Regions from separate parts of the Capra hircus genome. Here region 2 is linked to region 1. A link is a contact called in public Hi-C data. All regions are on one chromosome and are shown on one strand. Each heading gives the region's core, a stretch centred on a gene start, on an enhancer-like site or on the middle of the called end of the contact. The rest is flanking DNA. Distances are from core to core; before and after follow the strand shown.

Region 1 (7,046 bases), core at 1,566-4,065:
CCAGCTGGGCCGCCTGCTTGCACAGCTCCAGGCCGCGGCGGTACTGGGCCTGAGCGGGGAGGGAAGGGTGTCCACTCAGCTCCAGCCTCTCTACCAAGATATGAGACTTCCTGAGTCTCAGTTTCCTCATCTATAAAATGGGAACCCGGGGTTCACTTTGCCCACTGAGACTCTACTTAGTGTCACCTTCTTCTGGAAAAATTCCCTGACCCCAGAGTCTGAGTTAGAGGCTTCTCATCTATGTCACCATGGTGTTCCCTTTCTGACTATTTCCCTGTTGCCCCTCCAACCCACCCTCCGAAAACAAAACAAAACAAAACTGGCCTGAAAGTTCCCTGAAGGTTAAAACAGGGGCTGAATTGCCCTGGGCCCCAGGGCCCAGCACATCGAGGAGGCAGACTCCCCCCGCCTCCCAGGCTGATTCAGTAGGACTAGAGTAGGACTCTGGAATCTGTAGTTTAAGAAATCCATCAGGGATTCTGAGACTGGTTATCTTTGGACTGGGTAGTCAGGGAAGGCTTCCTGGAGGAGACGGTATCTAAGCCGAACCCTTTGTGATCCAAGCTGCTTCCCCCACTGTCTCGAGCAGCTTTCTAGTACTTCTCCACCTTGGCACCTTTTCCCAGCAGTGCCACCCCCACCCTGCTCTGGTCCTCTCCATCTGCTCCCATCCTGTCCCTCAGTCTCAGGAACGCACCGCAGCCTGAAGGAAGAAGTCCTCGAACTCTGCGTGGGCTTTCTCCACTGTCTCCAAGCTTCCGTCCTTGGGGGTCAGCACTTGCAGGCACTGGCTTCCTTCCTGCTCCATCCAGTGGCTGACCTGGAGCAGGGAGGGAGGTTTGGATGTGAGGGACTACTGAGGAAACATCCCTTGGCCAGCCTCCTGCTTTCGTGAGAGGCTGAGGTCTTATCCTCAGTCATTTGGGGGCCCACTGACCTGGCCTGAAACACCCCCCTATAATTCTGGAGACATGAGGATTCAATGAGGGACAGATGGGGTAAAATGGCTCTCGATCCCACGAGTCCTCTTTATATTCTGGGGTGTCCTAAAGGGCACATACTCACCTACTTTATCCTCACAAAGTCCCATGTGGCCACTAATTTTATCCCTCATTTAACAGATGAGGAAACCTAGGCACTGAATAATTAAGTACCTTGTCTAGATCACACCACTAGTAAGTGCTGGAGCCGGTACTGGAACCCAAGCCGTCTGGCTCCAGGCACCCTGTGCTCCACGACCCCGAGCATGCAGGGAGGTGGTGGCTCTAGGCACCGGCATTTGGACAGGATGGTGCCCAGTGTGCGCTCCAGGATCAGACCCCCAGGTGTGCGACAAGGGCAGGTGACGTAACGTCTCCCAGACTCCGTTTCCTCATCAGTGAGTAGGCGAAATCCTAAAGTCTTGCCTATGTCGCTGGTAAGGGATGAGGTTGAAAAGTGGTGATGGTCACAAAGGCTCCAGCCCAGGGCTTGGGGCAAAGCTGGTATTTAAGAAATGCAGCTTCTGGGGGGCTCCCTGATGGCTCACCGGTAAAGAAACTCCCTGCCAATGCAGGAGACACAGGTTTGATCCCTGGTTGGGGAAGATCCCATGTGCTTCAGAGCAACGAAGCCTGTGCATCACAACTAATGAGCCTGTGCTTTAGAGCCTAGGAGCTGCAACTACTGAGCCCAGCAAACCTAGAACCAGCAATAGGAGAAGCCACCATCATGAGACGCCTGTGCATCGTAACTAGAGTAGCTCCCGCTCGCCGCAACTGGAGAAAAACCCGTGCACAGCCATAAATAAACAAATATACAAAATTATATACATAAAATAAAAGTAGCATCTCGAGCTATGTCCTCAGTCACCAAGCACCCTTACGGAGTGCATGTCGTGTGCTCCAAGAACCCCTACCTGGCTCTCCAAGAAATGCCAACCTGGTATCTTTATACCAGAGCAAAGCGCCTGGCTGGGGCAGGGCCTGGAGCGGCAGGAGCCCCACTTCCACCCTCAGGTCCCTGGGCCAGCCTCCTCCTTCCCCTCTCTCACCTGGTGGATGGCAGCTTCCAGGCGGCCCAGACGGACACGGAGCTCCAGCCTTCTCAGGAGGTGGTTGGACACAGTGGCCAGGATGTGCAGCTGCTCATCCACAAGGCTGTAGAGGGCGGCAGCTTCGGCCAGATGGCTCCTGGGAAGCCACGGAGGGTGAGAAAAACCCAAGATGTTGATCCCTTGGCCCCCACTCCCTGCACTCCTGCCCAGCATAGGCCTGCCTCCCTAACTCCCTTCAACTCTGTGGCCTTGGCCTGGGTGCTTCAGCTGCTGACTTGCTGTGTGACCTTGGGCAGGTCCCCACACCTCTCTGGGCCTCAGCCTCGGCCTTCCGGGGGACTGGGAGGACCAGAGGCCACAGCAGGAAACCAAATGACCCTGTCTTTCCCTAGGAAGGTAGGAGCCGAGCTGGACAGATCTGGGTTCACACCCCAGGCCTGCTACCTTCCAGTAAGAGGAGCTTATGTAAATTCCTCACCCTTTCCGCATCTCCGTTTCTGTAACAGAACCCACTTCACAAGGTGGTTGCACCCTCCTCTGCCCTAGCGATCCTTTAGAAGGAAAAAGTAAAAGAGGAGAGGGAAGGAGAGTCCATTTTCCTGGAGGGAGCCTCATCTGACCGCACCTTCCCACGGGTCACTGCCTTTCCAGGGAATGGGTGAGCGCCCCGGGTGAGTGAACAGGATGGAAAATGCCAGGCTGTCTGGCAAAGGGCGGGAGGAAGCTGGGGACAGGCAGGAGCTGCAGAACCAACACGCAGAGTGGCTCACGTGGGACCACAGCGCCCCCTCGTGGAACTGCTGGTGGCCAGCGGTCTGGATGGGCCTATGGCGAAACAAAGGGGCCCTGGAGCCCAACCAGTCAGGCAGCGGCGTCCTGGGAAAGGCAGTGCCAGCCCCACCAGGCCATGTGAGGGGCAGGGAGATGACTCCACCTCCAGGAGCTGCTGTCCAGCGCTCACATCTGCATGAATCTGTCTGTGGGCACAGTTCAGGGTGGTGTGTTCAAGATTCTGGGCCAGGCTGCCTGGGTTTAAGTCCTGGCTGCATGACCTTGGGCAAGTCACTTATCCTCTCTCCGAGCTTCAGGCTCTTCCACTGTAAAATGAGGACGGTACTAGGATCCACTTTGTGGGTGGGAATTAAACATGTTGACATTCTTGAGGCCCTTAGAACAATGCTGTGCTCATACTAAGTGCTATTTGGGGTTGGTTAAATAACCAAAACATTCTTGGAAGATTACGCAAACTTTGTAATTGTGCTCATTCTAACAGAGACAAAATTTTTACAATTGCTGGCTGATTTAATTGCTGATTTGCACCCCACCCCATCCCTAACTTTAAGAAAATTGGTACTTTCTAGGAATGTGCACTGTTCGCTCTGTGGTTCTGAGACCGTGAAGTTCTCTCAGGCCCCTGCCAGGGAAGGCAGGGCAGTTCAGGGGTTAGTGTTCACAAAGCCTGGCTCTTACTTCCCTTCGCTCAGCCTCAGCATCCATCAGCCACATCACCCACATCATCCATTTAGGAGGATGTGGGCCTCATGTAATCTTAGGAAAAAGAGACAAGCTCTTGAAGGCCCTCAGCCCAGGGTTTAGGTCAAAGATGGTGCTTGGTTGATGATGGTCACCGGAAGCGGGGGAGCTTGTCCTCCAATGTCTGGGCTTAGGAGGGTCACAAAGAAGGGACTTGCCAAGGTAGAAGCCTCAGCTTGGGGTATGGGCACTGCAAACACCCCATCCCAGACATCCTCAGAGCCCACCCTATGTGTCCCCTCAGCAAAGTGGCCCCAGCTCTGGGTCCCAGCCTGGGGAACAAGATGCAGTAGGGGTGGAAAAGCCTGGTGCCCATACCTGACGTCCGGGTTGAAGTTCAGCCTGCTGCCCTCCTGTCTCAGCCTGGCCAGGGTGGCTCCGCCTTCCCGCTGGAGGCTCATCAGGCCTGGGTCCCTTAGCACGGCCTCCATCAGCTCCTTGGACTTGTTCAGACACCTGGAGGCCTCCTGCCAGGGTAGGGAAGTAGCCTGAGGCTCAGTTCCCACTCTCCTATAACCTTCCAGGGCTCCCCACTCCCTGATTCTGCCTGACTCCCCTTGAATACCCAACTGGTATTCAAGGTCTTACGGAAAGTCCATCCTTTCTATCTCTAAAACATCTCCTCAAACCAAGCTTCCTCTCATCACCATGGCAACCTCACTGGTCCAAGCACCATCATCTCTTTCTGGGACATCCATCCCAGGGCTCCGCTGATTTCCCCACAGCACCCTGGCTCCCTCTGTAGTCTGTTCTCTGTATGGCAACCAGACAGATCTCAAAGGGCCCATTTGATCATCCCACTGCTGCTTAGAACTGTCCAGCGGCTTCCCTTTCCATTTAGAATCAAATCCCAACTCAGCTTCTCCCTGATACAGTTGTGGACCTAGCAGGTCTCCTCCTTTTCCCCTACTTTGTTCCACACTGGCCTCCTTGCTCAAATATACCAAGCACAGCCCCACCTCAGGGCTTTGAACATGATTGCCCTCCACCTGGAGCACAGTCCTGTTCCTGTTCCCAGGGTTCCATCTCATCCTTCAAGGCTCAGCTTCAATACCCTCCTTCCCCATTACTCTCAATCTTACTTTCACAGCCTTTAGCATCACTTGTAGTGAAATGTCCATTTCTATTTACTTTTTTTTTTTTTTAATGACCTCTCACACTGCACCATGAGCCCCATGAAGGCAGGGACAAGTCGATCTGCCCCAGGCTGGGTCTCCAGGGCATGACACATAGTAACTGTCCAGTAAATATCAGCTGAATGAATCAATGAAAACAAAGCCCCTTCACTGAGCCCTTGGTCCATGGAATCCGGGGTGTGTTGTGGTTTCCCCACTTCTGGCCCCTGGCTCACCTGCACCCCTCCAGGGGGCTCACCCTTCTCAAACTCCTCGATGGAAGCCTTTAGCAGGCAGGAGGCCTGGCGAAGGTCAACAAGGAAAGGATCCAGCTTCTGCAGGACAGGAGGCCCAGAGTGGGGGTGTCAGCCTGCGAAGAGGACACCACTCCCCTCCACCCACCAGGAGGACATGCAGGCTGGTGGTTCTCAAACGTTAGCTGCATCAGAATCACCTGGAAAGCCAGTTAAAATCCAGGCTGCAGGACTTTCCTGGTGGGCCAGTGGTTAAGACTTTGCCTTCCAATGCAGGGGATGCAGGTCTGTCTGATCCTTGGTCGAGGAGTTAAGATTCTACATGCCTCTCGGCCAAAAAACCAAAATGTAAACTAGAAGAAATACTGTGACAAATTCAATAAAGAATCTTAAAATGGTCCACATCAAGAGAATTATTATTTTTTTAATCCAGGCGGTTGAGCCCTCCCCCCAAGTTTCTGGTTTAGTTTTTCTGGGGTGGGTCATGAGAGCGCACATTTCTAACAGGTTCCCAGGTGAGGCTGATGCTGCTGGTCCAGGGACCACAGTTTGAGAACCACTCATGCTGGAAATGAGAGGGAAAAAGACAGAGGACAGGTCTGACCTACTCCCAGGCCACTGGGGTATAGTGGGGGAGGGAACAGTAGGAGGGGTGAGATGGCAGGGTTGGAGGCCATCTTCTCTGGGTCCCACTTCAGCCTGGCTTTACCACTTGCTAGCTATGAGGCCTTGGGCAAGGTTCTTAACCTTTCTGTGCCTCCACTTCCTCTATAAAATGGGAGCACAGTAGTTCCTGCCCTAGAGGCTTGTGTGAAGACTAAATGGGTTTTTTGGTGCCAGGCACTTAGAATAGCATCCTTAGTCATCTTCATTATCAGCTTTATGAAAGTGAAAATGCTAATCGCTCAGTGTGTACAACTGTTTGCGACCCCATGGACTGTAGCCCACCAGGCTCCTCGCTCTTTGGGATTCTCCAGGCAAGAATACTGAAGGCCATTCCCTTCTCCAGGGGATCTTCCTGACCCAGGGATCAAACCCAGGTCTCCTGCATTGCAGGCAGATTCTTTACCATCTGAGTGACCAGGGAAGCCTCTATAGGCTGGGTCTATAGGTAAGATTCTATTTAAAGGGAAGGCATTAAAGCAAAAATATAGTTTAAAAGCCCCTGGAGGAACTGGAGATCTCTGGAGAGGGGAACTGGGGGCCTGCGGGACGAGTAGGGTAAGAGATTTTTCAGTTTATACACTTCTGTACTAATTGAATTTTGAATGTATGGTCTGTTTGAAAATAGATTCAATTAAAAAGAAGAGCGCGGGCCAAAACCAAACAAGCAAACGGCCATGTGAGACTAGAGACTGGTGGTTCTCAGTGGGGATGGTCTCCCACGCCAGGGGACACCTGGTGATGTCTGGAGACAGTTTCGGTTGTCATCATTTGGAGGAAGCTATTGTCAGAGTGGGTAGGGTCCAGGGCTGGTACTAATCTCTTGACAGTGTGCAAACAGCTCACCCCCAAAATGAATTATCCAGCTCCAAATAGGATTAGTGCTGAAGTCGAGCTGCCCCGGGCCCAGCTCTCAGCACTGGTTCTCGGGAGGTTTAAGCGCATAAGCACCTGTGTGCTGCTGCAGAAGTCGTGCCCATCCTGTGCTTCCTCATGTGCTAAACCGGGCAGGAGATGCCCCCTTGCAGGGTTGGGGTGAGTAGGGACTGAGGTCACATGGGAAAGCAGCAGACCCCTGGCAGTTTCCTTAGTTCCTCTCTCTTACAGGAGGGAGCACGCCTGCCTCCCCCACCAGATCCCAAGTTCCCCGAGATTTGTGCGTCCACAAAGCAGATGCCTGTAAATGTGTTTGCAGGAAACACTCCCATCACTCTTAGCATGTGGCAGACACTCTTTCTTCTAAGCTCTTTACCCCAAGTCTCACACTAGCCCCAGGAGGAGGTACTCTTCTTAACCCCCATTCTGTTATTGAGGAAAAGGGCTCAGAGAAGGTGTATAACTTCCCCAAGGTCACACAGCAGAGCTGGGGGTGGGAGCCAGGCCGTCGGGCCCCAGAGCCTGAGCTCTTCTTCACTCCACTCTGCACCCTCATTATCAGTGTTTGTT
Region 2 (7,046 bases), core at 2,734-5,233, 76 kb after region 1:
AATGGCAACCCACTCCAGTGATCTTGGCTGAGAAATCCCATGGACAGAAGAGCCTGGCGGGCTACTATCCATGGGACACAACTGAGCAACTAACGATTTCTTCACTTTTCACTGGTTATTTAAAGGCTTGAAGACAATATATATAAAGTGTCATAGTAGATGCTCTGTCCACAGCCACTGTTTTCATTCTACAGCAAGCCAGAAGGATTCTTGTTGTGGTGGGTGGCGGCAGGAAGGGAGATCTTTTCAGAAACAGTGGAAAGAGAAGAAAGAAAAAATATTCAGAAAGTCTCATGTCCTCCAGGCTCAATGGGCTTCATTAGACTTTCATCAAATCCGAGTTGGGGAGACAGGGCGTCAGGGGGCTGATGAGGACCCAGCAGGAGAGAAGCTAGCCTCTCTGTCTGCAGCCCCGCCCCTCCTCTCATCACCATGGAGATGGTGCCCACTGCCTGGTGGGGTTCCCGCCTACACTGGACCTGAGCCTGCTGCAAAGGGAGGGGCAGGGGCCTAGCAGACAGAATTCTGACTGGAAAGTTGGAGGGAGGGTGGGGAGTGTGTGTGCTGATGCCAGCCTCCCCTACCTTGCCCTAGCTCCCAAGGTGCTGAAGGACTCAGTTTGGTGTGGGATGTATCTGTGTTTGAATCCCAGCTCTGCTAGCAGCCTAGCCGCGTGACTGTGGAAAGAACACTTCCCCTCTCGAAGCCTCAGGCTTCACATCTGTCAAAGGAAAGGGGAAAAGGTATAAGAACAAAAGCCTAGTGAAGAAAACTGCAGGTTAAGGAAGCAATGAAATACAGAGAACCGCACACACTGTTCATGAAAAAAGGGAACTTCACAAAACCGGCATTGATTACATATTTCTGTGTTGAAAGACACACCTGATCTACGCTTACCAAAAGTGGGGGGCGAGGAGAGAAATACTCTATAATACACTTCTGCTTGTCCTCTCTGGAACAGGATTGCACATAATTTTTATTTATATTTTTTTTGGTTCTTTCTCAAATTTTGGCCCATGAACATGGATTACTTTGAAAGTCAGAGTGACAGTAATAGCTACCATTTGTGAGCATGTTATGCATGGGGTATTGTGTTAAGTGCTTTACATGATTTAAAGCCCTTTATGTCTTCACAGTAACCCAAGGTGGGGGGTGTACTCTGGTTATCTTCACTTTACAAAGAGGAATCGAGGTTCAGAGAGGTTAACGGGCTTGACCAAGGTCAAACCACCACAGAGTGGCAAAGCTGAGCTTTAAAACCAGTTAAAATACCAAACTCAAAATTCAAGCATTTAATTATTACCACTATTGCCTCTCAGGACAAGAAAATGCTTAAGGCTCTGTTTCCTTAAAGGTTTTACTGTGGAAAACACCAAGAAATCAGAAGTAGAAAGAAAAATACAATTCTCAGTCATAAAATGAGTAAGTTCTGGGGATCTAATGCACAGCATGATAATTGCAGTTAATACTATACACCTGGAATTTGTTAAGAGAGTAAATCTTCATTCTCACTACACATACCAAATGACAACCACGTGAAGAGAGAGATGAGTTAATTAGTTTGGTTGTGGCAATCACTTCACAATGTATACGTATATTGAATTATCACACTATACACTTTAAATGTACATTTGACCCTTAAACAATGCAGGGGCTAGGGGTACTGACTCCCACATCCCAAGCAGTTGAAAATTCGAGTATAACTTAAGAGTCAGACCTGCATATACGTAGTTCCATCATATCTGAGGTTCCACATCTATGGATTCAACCAACCACAGGTGGTGTAGGACGGTAGTACATATTTACTGAAGGAAATCCGTATACAAATGCCCATGCACAGTTCAAACTTGTGCTGTTCAAGGAGCAACTGTGTACAATTTTGCCAATTATACCTCAGTAGAGCATAAAAAAAAGACAATATAATCAACTCTGATATCTCTACCACCCAGCTTCCCGGAAGTTCTTGGATGGAGGGATTTGGGTGGAGGGTTCAGGGAGGGGGGAAAGGAAAGGGAATGACACTCACAGCCAGAAGTCTCGACTTACACATACTACACACACACACCATACACACACACCACACACACCACACCACACACACCACACCACATGCATACACACACCACACCACACACATACCACACACACCACACCACATGCATACACACACCACACCACACACATACCACACACACCACACCACACACACCACACCACACACATACCACACACACCACACCACACACATACCACACACACCACACCACATGCATACACACACCACACCACACACATACCACACACACCACACCACATGCATACACACACCACACCACACACATACCACACACACCACACCACACACACCACACCACACACATACCACACACACCACACCACACACACCACACCACACACATACCACACACACCACACCACACACATACCACACACACCACACCACATGCATACACACACCACACCACACACATACCACACACACCACACCACACACACCACACCACACGCATACACACACCACACCACACACATACCACACACACCACACCACACACACCACACCACACACATACCACACACACCACACCACACACATACCACACACACCACCACACCACACACACATACCACACACACCACACACACATCCACACACACCCACACCACACACACCACACCACATGCATACACACACCACACCACACACAACCACACCACACCACACACACACACACCACACCACACACATACCACACACACCACACCACATGCATACACACCACACACACCACACCACACATACCACACCACACCACCACCCACCACACACCACACACACCACACCACACACACCACACCACACACATACCACACACACCACACCACATGCATACACACACCACACCACACACATACCACACACACCACACCACACACATACCACACACACCACACCACATGCATACACACACCACACCACACACACACCACACACCCCACACCACACACACCACACCACATGCATACACACACCACACCACACACATACCACACACACCACACCACATGCATACACACACCACACCACACGTACCACACCACATGCATACACACATCACACACACAATACACACATCACATACATACACAACAAACACAACCACACACACCACACACACCACACCACACCATACACACATCACACATGCATACATACACCACACATACATACACACCACAATACATACACTTACACCATACCACACACACCCTAAACATACATACACACACACCACACATGCATGCACACATCACACATACATACAACATACCACACCACATACACAAACACACCCCAAACACAACCACACACACACCACATATACATACACACACCACATATACATACACACACACCACACCACACCACACACACACCACACATGCATACACACATCACACATACATAAAACATACCACACCACATACACAAACACACCCCAAACACAACCACACACACACCACATATACATACACACACCACATATGTACACACACACACCACACCACACACACACTACACATGCATACACACATCACACATACATAAAACATACCACACCACACACACACACCCCAAACACAACCACACACACCACACATACATACACACCACACATCACACATACACACATGCCACACACACACACACACACACACACACACACACACACACACACACACAGGGCTCCCAGGCTTCAGCACTGGCTGTTCTGGGGCTGTGGCCCCAGCCATACAGTGGGAAACCGCAGGCAGGCGGCCGCCCACCCCTCTTCCGGCCCTGCTCGTGTTCCTTCCTCCTTTCTTGTTCTCCTGACTTGCATTTCCACAGCTGCCTCCTTTATAGGTCCCTGGTTCCCCTCCAGGACCTCGAGGTTTTGGCAGCTCTGCAGGACGAAGACATGGCCAGCGGCCCTGGCAGTGTGCGGAGGTGGGCAACCCTGGTGGTGCTGGTCGCCCTGGGCACGGCTGTGACGACGACGACCAACCCCGGCATCGTGGCCAGGGTCACCCAGAAAGGCCTGGACTACGGTAACTGGCTGCCTTCCTTTCCTTCTTTCCCATCACTGACTGAGCACCTGCTGTGTGCAGCCCTTTAATCCAGAGTATGGCCTGCTCACTGCTCCTTCAAGGAGGCCCTCTCACCCTGTCTTACAGAGCAAGAAGCTGGGCCAGGGTGAATTACCCAAGGTCACAGAGCTGGGAAGCCGCAGCGGAGGGGATGGAACCCTAGTCTGGAGGACTCTGAGTCCAGTGCTCAGGCCCCTCATGGTCCCCCTCCCTCTACCCAATACCCGATTCGGGCTTGGGCCCTTCACTTCCTTCCTAGCTGGTTCTCAGCCCTGATACTCGTCTGGCAGCCCCTGGCTCAGTCCTCAGCGTGGGCCGAGCTTAGGCTCCTTGAGGAGCGGGGGTGCTTGGCAGCCACACTCTGCACAGTAGCCAGCCGGGTGCCACAGACAGGATCCCCCCAGGCCACTCCCTCAGGCCCAGACGCAGCAGAGAATGTTATGAAGCAGCCTCCTGACCTGCTCAGATCGGTGCCAGGCACTATGCCAAAAGCACAAAATGTTACTAGTGGCCTTTACAGATGAGCAGACAGACTGGAAGAAGGGAGGGGGAAGGAGGTGGCCTGGATCTGAGCTCTGGTCTGTGAAGTATCGGCGTGGGGCTGCTCAATGCTGCCTCTCGGTGGCAGAGAGATGACCTGCAGAACAGTGGGGGACAGCTGGTGCCAGCGACATCAGACCCAGGAGAAGGCAGGCTCTCAGGGGCGGTGGACCCCCAGGGGAATCAGGACAGGACCAAAGTGAAGTGAAGTGAATGTTGCTCAGTCGTGTCCGACTCTTTACAACCCCATGGACTATACAATCCATGGAATTCTCTAGGCCAGAATACTGGAGTGGGAAGCCTTTCCCTTCTCCAGAGGATCTTCCCAACCCAAGGATCGAACCCAGGACTCCTGCATTACAGGCGGATTCTTAACCAGCTGAGCCACAAGGGAAGCCCAAGAATACTGGAGTGGGTAGCCTATCCCTTCTCCAGAGGATCCTCCTGACCCAGGAATCGAATCAGGGTCTCCTGAATTGCAGGTGGATTCTTTACCAATTGAGCTATCAGGAAAGCCCAGGACAGGACACCTGGTATTCCATCCCTGAATTCCTACCCCAGCCCAGGCAGGACACCTGTGAATCTCAGGGTTGCAGACGGAAGGCTCCCTGTGAGCTAGGAGAAAAGATTATGCCCCTGCCCTGTACTCAGACCTGGGGCACCTCTGGTCACTTCCCAGGAGCAGAGACTTGGGCTCAGCCTTTAAGCCTAAAAGTCTTCACATTCTGTCAGAGCAGCCTCGGTCCCGCCTTCTACTCACACCCCATACAGCCATCATGAGTGTCCTGAAGTGCAGTGGCGCGGTTCAGGACCCTCATTACTGATACTATTCAGCGGCTCCCGAGTGCCTTCAGAAGGCATCCTGGGCTTGACCTTAGAGATCCTTCGAGACCTGGCCCCTGCATATCCACTGATGGTGGCCATCCCACAGTCTCATTTCTCTCTGGGCAGTGCCAGTCTATGCCTGGTTTACTTTTGGACCCCCAGAAGGCCTGTCCCAGGGCGCGGGCTCTGGGAACAGAAGGCCTGAATTCAGATGCTGCCTCCCTCAGCTGTCAGCTGTGTGGTCACCTTTCTGAGTCTGTTTCCTTGTCTGTGAATTGGGAGGTTAAAAGACCCACTGGGCTTCTTCCCTCGTGGCTCAGTTGGTAAACACTTCCTGCAGTGTGGGAGATCTGGGTTCCAAATCAGTTCTTTTCAACCAGACTAACTACCCAGGATTGTTCAGATTCGCGTATGTTCAGTTACACGTATGTAACTTAATACATGCATGGAGCCCAGAATTGTGCCAGGAACAGAGTAAGAACCTGATAAATGTTGTTGTTGTTGTTGTTGTTACTATTATTATTACTATTGCTATTATTACTATGCTTAACTGGCTCTTGGAAAAACACAAATCCTGGGATCCATCATTTTACCGCTTATTCTTCTCATTTAACTTGTTTGCCATCTAACTTTCTCTGACGCTGTTAACCACATAATAAAGGATGGCAGAATTCCTGACCCTGGGGACATTCATTCATTTAGTCATCCATCAGGTATTAAGTTCTAGTCTCTGTGATAAATGTGGCAGACATCTGTGACATCCGTCCCTGGCCTTGGGCGGCTTACATCTAGTAGGGGAGAGAGATATTAATTGAAAAATCACATGAATAGTTGCATAATTACAAAAGGTAATGCGAGCTCCAAAAGAGATATCCACAGCATCGTGAGAATGATAACAAGAAGGATCGCACTCTTCTGATGAACCAGAGAAAGTTCCTAGAAGAAATGATGACTAGAAGCTGACCAGGTGAAGATGAGAGGAAAAGGTTTCCCAGGCAGTGGGAAAGGTGCATGCAAAGATCCTGTGGTGAGAGAGTCCAAAACCCAGACAGACACAGTGTCTGTGAGGGAAGAGCACAGAGCAGATATCAATAAACACCCACAGGATGCATGACTGGGTGTTTGGAGCGGGTGATATTTCAAACTAAGTGTTGGCGAACAAGCATGGCAAACTAGTTGGCCTAAGCATGGCTTTTACATTTTTAAATGGCTGGAGAAAAATCAAAAGGAGAATCCTGTCTCAGGCCGTGTGAAAATGATGTGTGTGCTGTGTATGCTAAGTCATTTCAGTCTTCAGTGTCCGACTCTTTGTGACCCCATGGACTTCAGCTAGCCAGGCTCCTCTGTCCATGGGTTTCTCCAGGCAAGAATACTGGGGTGGGTAGCCATGCCCTCCTCCAGGGGATCTTCCTGACCCAGGGATTGAACCCACGTCTCTCATGTCTCTTGCACTGGCAGGCGGGTTCTTTACCACTAGCGACACTGATGTGAAATTCAAATTTCATTTTCTATCAGTAAAGTTTTATTGT

The links. A called contact is a pair of places that touch in the nucleus more often than the background predicts.
Region 2: a Hi-C map of liver shows a contact between it and region 1, with 3 times the contacts expected there. The contact joins the promoter of BPI here to the enhancer-like site in region 1. A contact is called at or near these places in 3 of 5 Hi-C or Micro-C datasets (blood and liver).

Annotation. Positions count from the first base shown.
Region 1 is chr13:66,659,011-66,666,056 of ARS1.2, forward strand. It overlaps KIAA1755, which reads right to left. Exons shown (of 13, transcript XM_018057849.1): 8 at 4,920-5,018; 9 at 3,887-4,035; 10 at 2,033-2,171; 11 at 698-820; 12 at 1-49. Among named protein-coding and RNA genes, the nearest start is that of KIAA1755, 31 kb to the right of the region's middle. Within about 2 kb of position 2,816, at least 2 of the 5 cell types and tissues checked have an H3K27ac peak or open chromatin away from gene starts, as enhancers often do.
Region 2 is chr13:66,734,029-66,741,074 of ARS1.2, forward strand. It overlaps BPI (bactericidal/permeability-increasing protein), which reads left to right and starts at 3,984. Exons shown (of 15, transcript NM_001314172.1): 1 at 3,984-4,113. The coding sequence starts at 3,984.